Linked DNA regions of Mus musculus: region 2 is linked to region 1. The links are chromatin contacts, called in public HiChIP or PLAC-seq maps. All regions are on one chromosome and are shown on one strand. Each heading gives the region's core, a stretch centred on a gene start, on an enhancer-like site or on the middle of the called end of the contact. The rest is flanking DNA. Distances are from core to core; before and after follow the strand shown.

The links. HiChIP or PLAC-seq counts read pairs in DNA pulled down with a chosen protein or histone mark.
Region 2: a BATF HiChIP or PLAC-seq map of CD8 T cells shows a contact between it and region 1, with 5 read pairs. The contact joins two enhancer-like sites. A contact is called at or near these places in 1 of 15 datasets of contacts at CTCF or cohesin (CD8 T cells), 1 of 484 Hi-C or Micro-C datasets (uterus), 4 of 115 datasets of contacts at active chromatin or transcription factors (CD8 T cells, bone marrow-derived macrophages, embryonic stem cells and 1 more) and 2 of 9 other capture datasets (adipose tissue and embryonic stem cells).

Annotation. Positions count from the first base shown.
Region 1 is chr10:93,038,251-93,045,396 of GRCm38.p6, forward strand. Cfap54 (cilia and flagella associated protein 54) reads right to left here. Exons shown (of 68, transcript NM_001347060.2): 7 at 7,004-7,117; 8 at 6,777-6,878; 9 at 4,979-5,177; 10 at 818-999; 11 at 563-728. Among named protein-coding and RNA genes, the nearest start is that of Gm40739, 33 kb to the right of the region's middle. Within about 2 kb of position 4,126, at least 32 of the 459 cell types and tissues checked have an H3K27ac peak or open chromatin away from gene starts, as enhancers often do. A contact at or near this core is called in CD8 T cells, where this site is marked.
Region 2 is chr10:93,338,513-93,345,706 of GRCm38.p6, forward strand. The region is part of intron 1 of Gm17745 (predicted gene, 17745); the gene reads left to right. Among named protein-coding and RNA genes, the nearest start is that of Gm17745, 5.9 kb to the left of the region's middle. Within about 2 kb of position 4,644, at least 56 of the 459 cell types and tissues checked have an H3K27ac peak or open chromatin away from gene starts, as enhancers often do. A contact at or near this core is called in CD8 T cells, where this site is marked.

The sequences.
Region 1 (7,146 bases), core at 2,876-5,375:
GGGTACAAATGATTTGCTGCAATAAGGAGGCCAGGTGCTGCCTAAAGGACCGGGGAAAATATAGAAACCCAGAATGAAATACTTCTCACTGATCTAAAAGCAGACTAGACGTTCGAGTGTGCATACACTGATGCTGACACCCTTGAAGTCCTAGAATGGAAAGTGCCGCCTGCTAGTGAGAAGGGGCAGAGCCAAACTTGCTCTTAGTTCATTCCGCCTTTGTCCCATCCTCCTTTGCCTTTTGCCCTTTGCCCTGCTGACCTCACACTGAACTGTAATGCTTACGCGGGACCTCTCTCTTATGTCGAAAGCATTTCCAGAAACGCATGGTTGTTCTCACAAGGTCTAGAGACCACATCACCTGACACCCAGCTATTTCTGACCTGCCATGTTCTAGACTCCACCACTCCCCCTACTGCCCCAGTCAGTTGGTCAGCCTTGCCAGTCAGTCATCAGATGCACTCACTAGCCCTTCTGCATTGGACATGTCTTGTGTCACCTCACCAGAAAAGACTATGTTTTCTCACATAAGGCCATTTTTTTTAAGACTCCAGCTACTCACCATGACAAGCTATGTGTTTTAGATAATTTTCAATGGACTGTGTCTCCTTATCGGTTTCCAAAGGAAAGATCAAACCTCTGTTTCTCTTCACATTGATCAATGGTTCGACTGCAAGCAGAAGAATTAAATCCTTCTCTGCTTTCTTTGACTGGGGGTTGTCCTGCTTCTGCGAAAAGCATATCCCACCGGTTAAATAGCCAGTTAACGTTGTTTTAACAAAACGGAGACACTAGCAAAGAGCTTTGCATGTGTTACCTGGAGAAAGTGAATAAGCTGTCCAGCTAGGGATTCAAATAATCCCCATTCTTCGTAAGTAAAAGCCAGCTTGGCAAACCTCACAGAAGCACCCACGGAAAGAGCATTCCGCTTCTCTACTACATGCTCCAGGAGACTCGTTTGGGGGAAATCAAGCTTTCCATTTGAACGAACATTTGAAACTAGAAAAGGAGAGAGGAATGTTTGGATGCCGCTCATTTGAGGAGACATGCATTAGATATTCGATGTCAGACACTGTCAGATGCTAGGAAGAGGAGACAGAAAAGGGTGCTGTCCCCAGCCTCACTGTCACTGAGGTTGTAGGCTGGTGGGACACATAAGAAACCTAAGTGAGGGCTGGAGAGGTGGCTCAGCGGTTAAGTGCACTGACTGCTCTTCCAAAGGTCCTGAGTTCAAATCCCAGCAACCACATGGTGGCTCACAACCATATGTAATGAGATCTGATGCCCTCTTCTGGTATGTCTGAAGACAGCTACAGTGTACTTATATATAATAAATAAATACAGTGCTGTGGAGACAAATAAGAAGGGTTATCAAAGGGTAGGTCTGAGGGAGGACTTTCCCTGAGGTCACTCAGAAGAACAACCATGGCATGCTACAGAGATGGTCAGAAGTTAAGAACATTTGCTGTTCCTGCAGAGAACCCAGGTTTGGTTGCCAGCACCCGCGTGGCAGCTTACAACTGTCTGCAATTCAAGTTCCAGGGAATCCGATGGCTTCTTCTGGCCTCCGTAGACACCAGGGCACAAGACACCAGGCACATATATGGTGCACATACATGCATTCAGGCAAAACACCCATACACATAAAACAAAAATAAATCTTTTTTTTTTCTTTTTAGATAAAGGAGTAAGGACTGTAAGAAACTGGCCAAGAGTGAATTAGCTGCATCGGAAGCTCGATGTTAGGAACAAGGAACGTGTCCAGCTAGTGATTCACATAATCCCAGTAGCTATATTCACAGCAGACAGCAGGATCAGCTATGAGCTAAGAAGCATCATCTAACACGGGAAGGCAGAAGGAGAAAAGGCTGCCAAGGAGAGCTTTCAGTGTAAAGAGGAGTCATCAGTAGCAGGTACTACAGACCCTACGGAAGAGTGTGGGGGGAAGCACTGAGTGAGATTCTCTGAGCAGAAAGGAGATGGGGTTTTTCAGTAGGGTAGTAAGAACAGAGGCTGCCTTGTGTATATGATAGTAGAAGGAAAGACTTGGGAGCAGTACACATAGGCAACTCCCATGGCATGTCTGACCATCTCGGTGACATCCAGAAAGAAAATGAGAGAGGATCCAGGATAAAGGGACTGCTTAGAAGAACTTGACGGAAAGGCATGAAGACGTGGGGACGTTCTCCTCCCATTTAAATGAAAACAGGGTACTTGCCAATGAGGTTAAGTTTTAGAATCTGAGTGAATGAGATCAAAAGAATTCTCACTTGACAGGTTTGTTCGTTTTTTTTTTTTTAAATTGGAAATAAAATATTCTGATCCCCTCCCCCCAATTTCTCTCAGAACCTTTCTTTATGAAGACATGGGGCCAAAGTATGGGATCAGAGACTCACTGCCTTCAGGAGGACAGACACACACACACACACACACACATACACACACACACACACACACACACACACACACACACACGTGTGATATAAACTTATATAAACTCCACTCTTTGGGTTAATGTTTTTGAGAAGGGTGGGTGGCCCCATACCTCAACTGGGGGGCTGTGCCTAATCTCTGAATATAGTCTCTACAGGTTCTCTCTCCCCTTTGTTGGGTATTTCAGCTAATGTCATCATCCCCGTTGGGTCCTGGGAGCCTCTTGCTTTCCTGGCATCTGAGACTTTCTGGTGGCTACCCCCAGTTCCCCATCCCCCACAGCTACACAACTGTTCAATTTCCTGATCCTCTGTACATCTCCCCTGTCTCCTCCCACAGAGACTGAAGGAAAGTCCATCCAGAGACTGCCCCACCTGGGGATCCATCCCATATGCAAACACCAAACCCAGACACTATTGCTGATGCCAAGAAGTGCTTGCTGGCAGGAACCTGATTTAGCTGTCCCCTGAGAGGCTCTGCTAGAGCCTGACAAATACAGGTGTGGATGTTCGAAGCCAACCATCAAACTGAGCGTGGGAACCCCAGTGGAGGAGTAAAGGGAATGAAGGAGCTTGCAGCCCCATAAGAACAACAACAATATTAACCAACCAGCCACACACACACACACACACACACACACACACACACACACACACACACACACACCGAGCTCCCAGAGACTAAACCACCAACCAAAGAGTACACATGAAGGGACCTATGGCTCTGTGTGTAAGTTCAATGTTCGTTACATCTCATTGTCTTTATAGATCATAGCCTTCATACTCTTATCTGTGTTGTTATTTTTATGTCTCATCACACTGGGTCCAGTGAAGCAGGAGGCATTTTGAGCTCAAAACCACACCAAACCAACCAACCAACCAACCAACCCAACAAACCAACCAACCCAACCAACCAACTAAACAACCAACCAAAATACCATTTCCTGTTATGTTTCCCTTTCCTCTCTGTGTCTACCTCTTTCACTAAGATACATAACTAAATGAATGTCAACGTTTTAACATTCAACACCAAGTCCCTCGTTTTTGTTCCTTTCTTAGGACTTCTGAGAGGGCTCTTCAACGTGAGTGAGTTTCCAGACCACTCATTTGCATTTTGTTTTTTTCTGTCTGCATTTTGTCACCCACCAAGTGAGCGCATAGTCTCGCCACATGGTAGCTTACAACCATCTGAAATGGGATCTGACACCCTCTTCTGGGGTGTGCTTACATATAATAAATAAATCTTTTAAAAAAAAACTTACACAAGCAAACACCTGGCTTCCCATGTCTCCTAGGCAGACCTTAGAGCCCGATCTGCTGGCTGCTGCAAGGCCATAGAAGGTAAGTTCAAGTTCATGTGGAAAGAAAATTCAATACGCAAGTATTTTCAAAGAAAACCCACAATGCAAGCATCCTTTACCACAGGAAGCAGAAAAGTAGATCAGAGTGAATGAGGACTCAAGTAGGAGTGTTCTCTCAGAAGCAAGAGGACCTCAGAAGCATGAAGCAAGAATCCAGTGCCTAGAGAACGGAAATAGTGGGATGTATTGGCAACCTGGATGACATTAAAATTTAAGAATGTCTGGAAGCTGCTCAGAAGTTACAAGTACTGGCTGCTCTTCCTGAGAACCCAAGCTTGATTTTCAGACCCCACAAAGAACCAAAAGTTAAGGTCATCCGTCATTCTAGTTCCAGGGGATCAGATACCCTCTTCTGGCCTCCACCGGCACCAAGCACACAAGGCGATACACATACATAAAGGAAGGCAAAAGACTCAGATGCACAAAATGAAAGTAAAATTAAGAACTTCTGTCAGAAAAGATACAAATGTTTATCCATGTGAAAGGCCAGGCATGGCAGCATACACCTGTTATCAAGGAAACAGACAGGAACAGCCCTGGGTTGCCTGGCCAGTTAGAGTTAGTCAGTCTAACAAAACCAGTGACCCTGATTCAAAGAAAAAAAAGTGATTGCAGGAGAGAGGGGGTGAAGGGAGGAAGAAAGAGATAACTCACAAACACACACACATACACACACACACATACACACACACACACATACACACACACACACATTCACACACACACAGAGAGACTATCCCAATTGACAAAAACTAAAATGCTTAACAAATCAAGAAGTAAAGAAACTGTCTTCATCTGAAAAAAAAAAAGCCATAAAAATCCCTTTAGTCAGTGTCTGAACTAATGGTAAAGCATTGAAGGTTTTCCATCTACTGTCAAATTGGGACAAGGAGGTCAGAAGTCAGCCATTGGCACGCATTTCTCATCATTCTAGTCTGTGCAATAAATCAAGAAATGGAAAAAAAAAGAATTTAAGAGACTAAAACCTGAAAAGGAAAAAAATTGTAACTGTCATTATCAAAGATTATTATTATTTTTTAGAAAATCAAAAACAAATCCACAAATAAATTATTTATAATCATGGTCACTGGATTCAAGGTCAATCTGTAGATTGAATACCAATTTCTATCATTCAGAAGGTGTTCAATACCAGTGTCTACAATAAAATATCAACATTGTATTTACGTATCAAAAGTTCTTTTCCAGCCATAAACAGCTCCGACACCACATCACGCAGCTCCATTTCGTCAGTAACCAGCGGTCCAGTCTGCAGGATCCGCCTGTTTGAGTCAGAGAGGGCTTCCAAGACAGCCAGAAACCGCGATGAGGTGCTGTCAAGTAGCTCATCCAGCAGCCGTTCAGTGACTGTCCGTGGCCAGGGCAACTAGAGCAGGCAGGAGAGAAAACCAGAGCAGCTACAGGCAATGACTATGGATGGATGGGTGGGTGGGTGGGTGGGTGGGTGGATGGATGGATGGATGGATAGATGGATAGATAGATAGGTGGATAGATGGATAGATAGATAGATAGATAGATAGATAGATAGATAGATAGATAGATAGATAGATTGATTAGATAGATGATTAGATAGCTGGATAGATTAGATAGATAGATAGATAGATAGATAGATAGATAGATAGATAGATAGATAGATAGATAGATAGATAGATTGATTAGATAGATGATTAGATAGCTGGATAGATTAGATAGATAGATAGATAGATAGATAGATAGATAGATAGATAGATAGATAGATAGATAGATAGATTAGATAGATGATTAGATAGCTGGATAGATTAGATAGATAGATAGATAGATAGATAGATAGATAGATAGATAGATAGATAGATAGATAGATAGATAGATAGATAGATGTGGGTGCTGGGAATTGAATCCCTGGTTCTCTGGAAGAACAGCCAGTGCTCTTAGTCACTATGCAGTGGACATTTGGTGCTGTGAGAAGCCTTTCAATGCTGCCAGCTGGGGCGTGTGACTCTGAGCCCTGAATCCCTCCTGTACAGTGAAAAAGCACCACAGCAGGTAGTTTCCAAGTTCGCCTCCAGGTTCTGAGATTCTGTTGCTTTTCTGTCAGAACCAGCTCACCACCAACAACAACAACTGCCCTTGCCTTCATTTCCAGACCCTGCATAGCCACTCACAGAGAAGAGCTAGCTGACACCATTGAGAACGGTCAGGGATGGCTTCAGGGAAGGAGGAGAACTGAACCCAGAGGACACTGAGCTCAGAGAGGCTACAGGGAAGTGTAAAGATGGAAGGGGAGACGGAAGGACAGGACGACCAGAGGATGGGAGGCAAAGATTGAACCCCACAAAGAGTATCTGACTCACTCCCCCAAGACAGTGCTCAGTGCTGAGGTTGAGAGGGGCCATGTGACCAGTGAAGACACTGGAGAAATGTGACACTGGAGCACTTCCATGCCAGGCATTGTGGCTTCTCCAAGCTCTCTGTCATCCCCGCCAGCAGAGAAGCCATGCATTGTCTAAATAAATTAGAGCTTCTACCAGGCCTGGCCCTGAACAGCTATTTAGCAGGCCTCCTGATGACTCTGCTAGCCCTAAAGTGCAATGGGAAATTATTTTTTAAGTCTTCTGAGATGTGAGGGTCGTTTGTCACTATAGTAAAGTCTACTCCCGATGGTGAACCTAAAGCTAATGAGAAAACCTCAAAGCTGCTGTCAGGTGCCCAGAGGCAAGGATCTGCGCAGGCCAACTCCGAGGACTGTCCATTTGCAAGGGGCTTTTATGCAAACCTTTTCCAAGCTCATCCTCAGCAACTCACCCATTAATGTTGCAAAACTGGGATAGTGGGAGGCCCCAAAAAGAGAAGGGGGTGCTGGGAGGCTGTAGCTCAGTTAGGAAGACATTCCATGGCTCTAAAATCAGGGACAGGCTTGAACGGATCCAAAGGAAGAAGCCATACACATTGCAAGAGGGTGGCAAGAAGGGGAGCCTTGGAGACTCACACTTTGAGCTTCCTTTAGGTTGAGTCTTAGCTTCGGTCTTAACACATTTTTGTTTTTTCTTCGAGACTCGAATACTCCTCTTTTGAAGATCATCACAGCCATCTGTCCCCACAAGAAGAATCATATATAAGAAGTGACAACGGGATGCACGACTCGGTCACTAAGATTGAGCGCTCAGTCAATAGCGCTGCGTGGTAGATGTCTTCCATTTCATGAAATGTTCATACCTTTATCGTGGCCTCTCTGTAATATTTTCGGGAGGTTTCCAGAGACGACGAGGAGCTCATTAATTCCAGCTGCCTTAACTCATCAATTTTAGCTAGCGCACGCCGAGCAAATGCCTGTGTTGCAATTAAAACAAATTTAATCC
Region 2 (7,194 bases), core at 3,394-5,893, 300 kb after region 1:
AGGTGGAGGTGGAGGTGGAGGTGGAGGTGGAGGTGGAGGTGGAGGTGGAGGTGGAGGTGGAGGTGGAGGAGGAGGAGGAGGTGGAGGTGGAGGTGGAGGTAGAGGAAAGAATCAAGTCCAAGGCAGTGCATGACATTTCACCTCCAGGCGAAGTGGTCACTTGTGCCTGGGAGCCATGCCACTGCCTTGTCCTATGGCATCTGGCCAGGACTGCCTAGGATATCTGGTAGCACTCTTCTCAATGACTATTTAGCAAGGATGACAACTACCCTTGTCCCCAGATATGGCTACTCGTTGACTGGACGTCTACAATCTGGTCAACCCCAAAGTGCAGTGTCTTGAGATCCTTGCAAATCCCAGCGGAAGCTGGCACTCTTGGACATCTGACAACTTAATGACGGGGAAGGAAAAGTTCTTTGTATTCGCCTTTGAAGGCAGAATGGGCTCCCTCAAGCCCCACCCCTGTTAAAACTCAGTCCCACCCTGATCTTCCTTACTGAAGACCATGAATTATTTCCCACTGAACTGACCTAGCTGTCTTCCCATGTATTATTCTAACATGTGTTGCATTCCTAGCCTGTCACTTAACTGTGACATTAATACTCATCTTGGCCACTTTCAATTTTCTATATCTCCATATCCCTCGCCTTAAACACTGACCTCAAAACTCCCAGGGTCAGGATATTTGGCAGGCTGAATCTCCATTCTTTACTGAGATCTTAGACTCAGTGACTTAACTACCACCTTCATCGTTAGCACTTCAGTTCCATATCCCTCAGACCCCAAGTGTCTAGCCAACTGAACTCCTCCATCTTGCCTAAGACAGAGTGAGTTACAGTTAAAATGGAGGCCCAGGGGCCACACAGTGTTTGCACCATAAAGAGATCACCTACCTGGGATGAGACATGGCACCATATTAGAAGTTGAATATTTGGGCTGGAGAGATGGTTCAAAGGCTAAGAGCACTGACTGTTCTGAGTTCAATTCCCAGCAACTACATGGTGGGTTGCTCACAGCCATCTGTAATGGGATCTGACACCCTCTTCCAGTCCTGTGTGTCTGAAGACAGCTACAGTGTACTCATATGAAATAAATACATAAATACATAAATGAATAAATAACTGGATCTCTCTTAACCAAAATGCTTGAGATCAGAAGTGTTTCTGATTTGGGATCTTTTTGATCCCTTTATAATTTGGAACATTTATGTATATAATGTTATCCCAGAAAAGAAACTTTAAATTTATTTGTTTCATATATGCCTAATACACAGAGTCTAAAAAAACAATTCATACAATGTCTTTAATGATTTTGCATGTGAAGCCAAGCTTGTGTATGCTGACCAATCAGAAGGCACAAACTCACCACCACTTCAGCCATCCCTGTGGACCATCTGTGGCTGAGTAACACCGCTCTCATTCCGAAGTCTCGGTGTCCAATAAGCAAGCTTTCCTGTGTTTACTGTTGTTCTAAGTGTGGCAGATCGCAAAGGGTCAGGATACAAGGACTGGTCCTCTTTTTTAACCTGTAGCTTTCTTTAAACTACAAGCTCACCAAACGAACTTCCATTAAATAACAGAGAATGCCGCCCCAAATTCTCTTGACTTTCCATGAAGAACAATCTCCACCATGGTTTGGTTCTCCTCAACTTCTCCCATATGTCTTCTAGGATCCTCTCCCCAGGACTTCCTGGCCAAAGGGTCCACTTAATGAGTTTCCCTAAGAATTAATCCTAGAGACTAGATGCTCAAACTCAGAAGTTTTTATTATTGCATGCAATCTCTCATGTTTGCTTTTTACTTTAAAAAGAAATCCTGAATAGTTACATAACTTTCCTGTGTGTATTGGGGGTGGGGGGAGGGGTTCCTTTCATGGTGCACCATCCTCATAATGGCACCCTATCTCTTCCTAGACACATAGATTAGTGTAGCTCTCAGACCTCACCAGAGAGGTTTCTTTGGGAACCTCTTGGGAAGACACAAGATATTTGGAGAGTGTGTCTATAGGATATACTGACAGTGACAGGCTGTTTGCAAGGCTAGCTGTGCCATGCTTTATCGGTCTTTGCTTCGTTGAAAGGCAGAGCAGAAAACTCTTAGCTTTCTGGCCGGTCCTTGTCACTCCTGGTGACTAGTGCCAATTTGGTGGAGGCCTGGTGGTTTCTGCTGGATCATGCTACCATTACTGATTTGTGTTTAGTGACACTTTTGAACTGGACTGTTGGTATCCTGACAGAGATTGGAATCACCCCCAAAGAACTACTTCTAAACAGATTTATATCCCCTTGTCCTATTTACCATTTTTTTCTCCCCTATCTTTGTGTGGGTTAAAATGGGTCCCATGTCCAGCCCAGGGCTCAGGCCATTGGGCAAGGCAGGACTGCATACACCCCACTCCACCGCCAGGAAGGTGTTGGGCTGTAAGAGGCCACAAGACCCTGCTGAAGGTAGGAAATCATAGTCTGAGGTCCCTGCAGAACTGCCAGAATTGGCTCAGGGTCCCCGGGTCTGCACGGAGGCCGAGTACGACAGGTTCTCAGGCTCTTGGACACCCCAGATGCTGCTGGATGACGTGGAAGAGCTGGGGGGAGGGCACCGGGCTGGCTCTAGCCCGGGACTGCTTGGCTTGCTCAGCGGAAGCCATGTCTCCAGAGGCAGAGAGGCCTCCTTGTGGGAGGTTAGATGTGGCTCTTTAGAGGAAGACCTGCTCCATTGCTCCAGCATGGTGGATCCTGATGAGAAGAGACAGTCCATGGTTTTAAGGTTTTTATTGTCATGGCAGGAAGGGGAGCTAAGAGGGTAGTAGAGGTAAAGAGAAAGGCAGAGAGAAGGAGAGAGTAGAGAATCAGAAGCCAGCCATGGCTATGTGGAGAGATAGGGGAAGGGAATGCATAGAGGGGTTTGGGGGAGCAAGGGAGGGAAAGGCAAGAGTAAGAGCAAGAGAGGGAGGAGGGGGCAAATATCCCCTTTTATAGTGGGCCAGGCCTGCCTGGCTGTTGCCAGGTAACTGTGGGGGTGGAGTCCAGACAGAATACCAGAGACTTGAGGCATTGCCCTACATGACTGATGGCCACAGAATTATGGAGCTGGGGCCTAGTGTCAGGAGCTCAGTGTGTAGGAGCATGGCAAATGGGCCTTCTGTCCCTTGCAGGAACACCTGCTGGGTCTCCAGGGTTTAAACCTAGCTCACCCAGAAAACAGGCTGCCTTTCTTGGTTCCACACCTTTGGACCGTGGGCTAGAAGGGGCGTTGAAGCATTTGAGAACCCTTATTAAAGTAGGTTTTAAGAAATCTAAGCCTGTGGTGCCAGAGAAGGAGCTGAGAGTTTTACATCTTGACCACAGGGAATGGGTTGAGACCTAAAGGCAACCCCATAGTTAAAGCAATGAAAACTGACTTCTTAGCAGAGCCAGAGCCCGCCCTCTACCGTGTCAGCAAGACTGTGTTTTCTGTAAAGCTCTCAGGTCAGGTCCAGTAAGGAACTGAGAGGCACATGAGCTTCCACTACGGTAGCCTTTCTTTGGATTGAATGCTGGCTAAAATGGATGAAGCATGACTGAGGACCAAGGATTCATTACTAGGATATAGATGGTTATATGGTAAATTATGGTAGCTAGAGGTTTGTGGTTGCAGAGAAGCAGTGTAGTATAGAATGTTTCTTCCACCAGTTGGTCCAGCAGTCATTCAACCTAAATGGGGCATCTCTACTACTACTGTAAGACTTAGGGAACATTGTGGAAGAGGAGGTAGGCAGAATGGGCGATAGAGCTCAAGAACGGCAATTAGTGCTTTAAAATGCATGCTTTTAATCCCAGCATTTGGGAGGCAGAGGCAGGCAGATTTCTGAGTTAGAGGCCTGCCTGGTCTACAGAGTGAGTTCCAGGACAGCCAGGACTATACAGAGAAACCCTGTCTCTAAAAACCAAAAAAAAAGGAGCCTTATAAGGCCCCACCCTCCAGAAGAGCTCTATGTAGTTGTAAGGGAAGGGGATTGGTAATAGTCATTAATGGTGCTGCTTCTGATGCACAGGCCCAACTCAAACAGATAACCTACCTCTCATGCAGGAATCCTAATGCAGTGGGCCGCATGCACAAAGACATGAAAGGAGGAGTGGGTTGGAGAAGGAGAAGGGATTTGGCAGAATAGGGGAAGGGAATAAGAGAGAATAAAAGGCAAGACTTTGATCCAAGAAATTGCAAAAGGATAAGTAAATAATTGGATAGAAGGAAGATGTCCTCAAGGGAAGAAGGATCGCCCTATTGAACCAGACGGCTTTTGAAGAATTCCCAAACTTTGTCTTTGGCCCACACTGGCTACCACAGCATCACCTAGCTCTGCTCTCTTAATTGTCACTGGGTTTTCTAAGAATCAGTTTCATTAGTACATAATGGGATAGAAGTGAGCAGTGGGAATATTTGGCAATTGTTTTTTGTTGTTGTTTTTTTTTTCTCTCTTCCTCTTGGTGTGATCACATTTTTCTGGCCTCCTTTGGAAGGTTGACTGAGATCAAAATGGATACTTGTGGTTAATGAGTTGTCTATAGTCAAGGGTGTTGCTCACAAGCTAAAGCATGTAGTAGCCAACACAAGATCTAGGGATGTCATTTCCCCCTCTGGCATGAAATCAGCAATTCTGTAAGTGGGAATGGTGCTACCAGCCTACATACCTCAGTGACTGTTCATAAACATTGACCAGAGCCGCCACATGCCCATACCCTCCCTTTCCAACCAATGTCCAGTGAACAGGAAGCATGAACAAGAAATGAAAGTTCTATGGGGTAAAGCTGCCAGGTACAGTGGTGTGTGTGTGTGGGCGGGGGGGGGGGTATGTGCGTGTTCCCTGGCACCCAGATGCTTAAGGCAGGAGAATTTTGGATTTGAGGCTATCCTGGGCTACACATGAAGATCTTATCTCAAAGTTGACGCAAATGTGAACACACATCTACACATATGCATGACTGGAATGGGAGCTGAGTGATGGGATGCTTGCCTCCCACAAGCCAGGCCATTGATTCAATCTCCAACACCTACACCAAGAACAGCAAGAATAGCAGAGGAAACAAGCCATCAGTGTACCGTGGTTAGACACCGTTGTGCGTTCATAGGCCGGAGGTGGGGTGATCTCTCATCATAGCATGACTCAGTCTCTCCTAACCGACACAAGGTATTTTTGGCAAATTACAATAATGTAATTTAACTGTCCACAGGCAAATCTTTATGGTAACAACGTCTTTGTTCAGTGACTCATCTTACAGCCTGGTGCCAGTTAAGTCCACACAGCTCCTCAGCTTTGCTGCACAGACTCAAATCTGACCTTCTATTCCAGCTCACAGCTACAGCAAGGAAGTCCAAGGGTTATACTTTGCAACGGGGGTCCTTGAACATCAGAATGACTACTGCTTGTCTGTGTGATGTGTGACCTAGTCAGGACTTCACCCCACTGCTGTGCAGTGCACTCCTGGCACTTAGCAGAATACTCCTTAGCCATGTCCTGTATAATTGTGTATGATGGCGAGAAGAACTGGAAAGGTCTGGGTGATTCCAGAATGGTACTGAGTAGAAACTGGAAAGAAGCAAGACTCCTTGAACAGTGTGGATAAGACCAGTGATTTTTTTTTTCAGAGGAGTAACTTAATAGTCATAGAAAATATATATCACATGTCAGCCAGATGACATTTATATACAATCCTCTAAACCAGTGCTTCTCAACCTGTGGGTTGTGACCCCTTAGACAAACTTCTATCTCTAAAACATATTTAAATTATAATTCATAACAAAGGCACAGTTATGAAGTAGCAATGAAATAATTTTATGATTGGGGGTCACCACAACATAAGGAACTGTATTGAAGGGTTGTAGCATTATTGAGGCTCAGAACCACTGCCTAAATAACCCTGAGGGCTGGTACTTAACCAGTTTTACGAAGAACTGAAATAAATTCTAGTTCACCCGCACAACTTGAACCTAAGCCACCTAACTCCAAAGTCAGCCTTTACATGTACACACACCCATATGCATGTATATGAATATATATGTACATGTGCACACTCACATGCATGCATGAGCACACATGTACCACACACACACACACACACACACACACCATGTGCAAGAGTATGAATTAATAGCTTTTGACATCCTCTTGTCCTTGTATTCTGTAGAGAGTCTGTCTCAACGGTATTCGCAGAACCAAAGCACAATACATGGTGGCTTACAGTCTGAAGCCTTCCCAGAGAGCCACTGAGATACAGGCTCTAAGATGGGCGGAGTAGCATCCCCTTAACAAGGAGGACGAAAGCAGATTCAATGATCTTTAAGGTTCCTACCCAAAGTCATGCCACTTTTCAGCTTTAGAATCTAAGCTCAGACCTAGGTCTCTGCTTCTGAGCCTAGTTCTCTTTCAAAAGCTGAAGAAAATTCCAGATTCCCTTAGACAATGCTTTCCTAAATTAACATCTGTCTTATATGTTCCTTATATAAGGCTCAATGTTTCAAGAAATTCCATCCATCTTTTCAGCACACGAAGTGGGTAGGTAGGCAATACTAGATGTACCTTTTCAAATGCTTTTTATTAGCATATATTTACACACAATCTGCCTCATTATGGCACTTCCCTACATGTATATAATATATTTTGATCTACCCATCCCCTCACACCCTCTCCTGTCTCCCACCAACAGTAATTCCCCTCCCCTTCGAACAAGGCTAGGTATACTTTTCAGGTAGGTAACCTAGCGTTTTTTAAGGTATCAGCTGAAGAGGGAGAGAGGCGAAGTGTAGGCCTGTGGGATGCTGTCACCACCCACAACATCCCTTTGTGTCTCATCTTTTTGCACCTCCCATTTGAAGACTCCGTTAAACACTGTTGCCCTTGCATTCATCCATAAAGACTTTGCTGTGGCTCCGAGTAGGAGCTAGCACACTCTCTGACTCACTGGTACTTCAAAGAAACTAATTATGAGTCTACTCACTCCAGGTACGTCAGAATCTTAGAAGTCATTGATCATTCCCCAATCTGTGATATGCAAATGCATAAAAAGGACTGTTTGGGAACATGCCCAGCCATTACTCTTTCTTGAAAGAGGGGAAAAACAAACCAGGAGAGGTGGAGCATCTTACCTCTCCAGCTACTAGCATGTGTAGTCACTCAGAACTGATGAGAGCTGAGCAGGGCCTGTCCCGTGTCAATGATAGA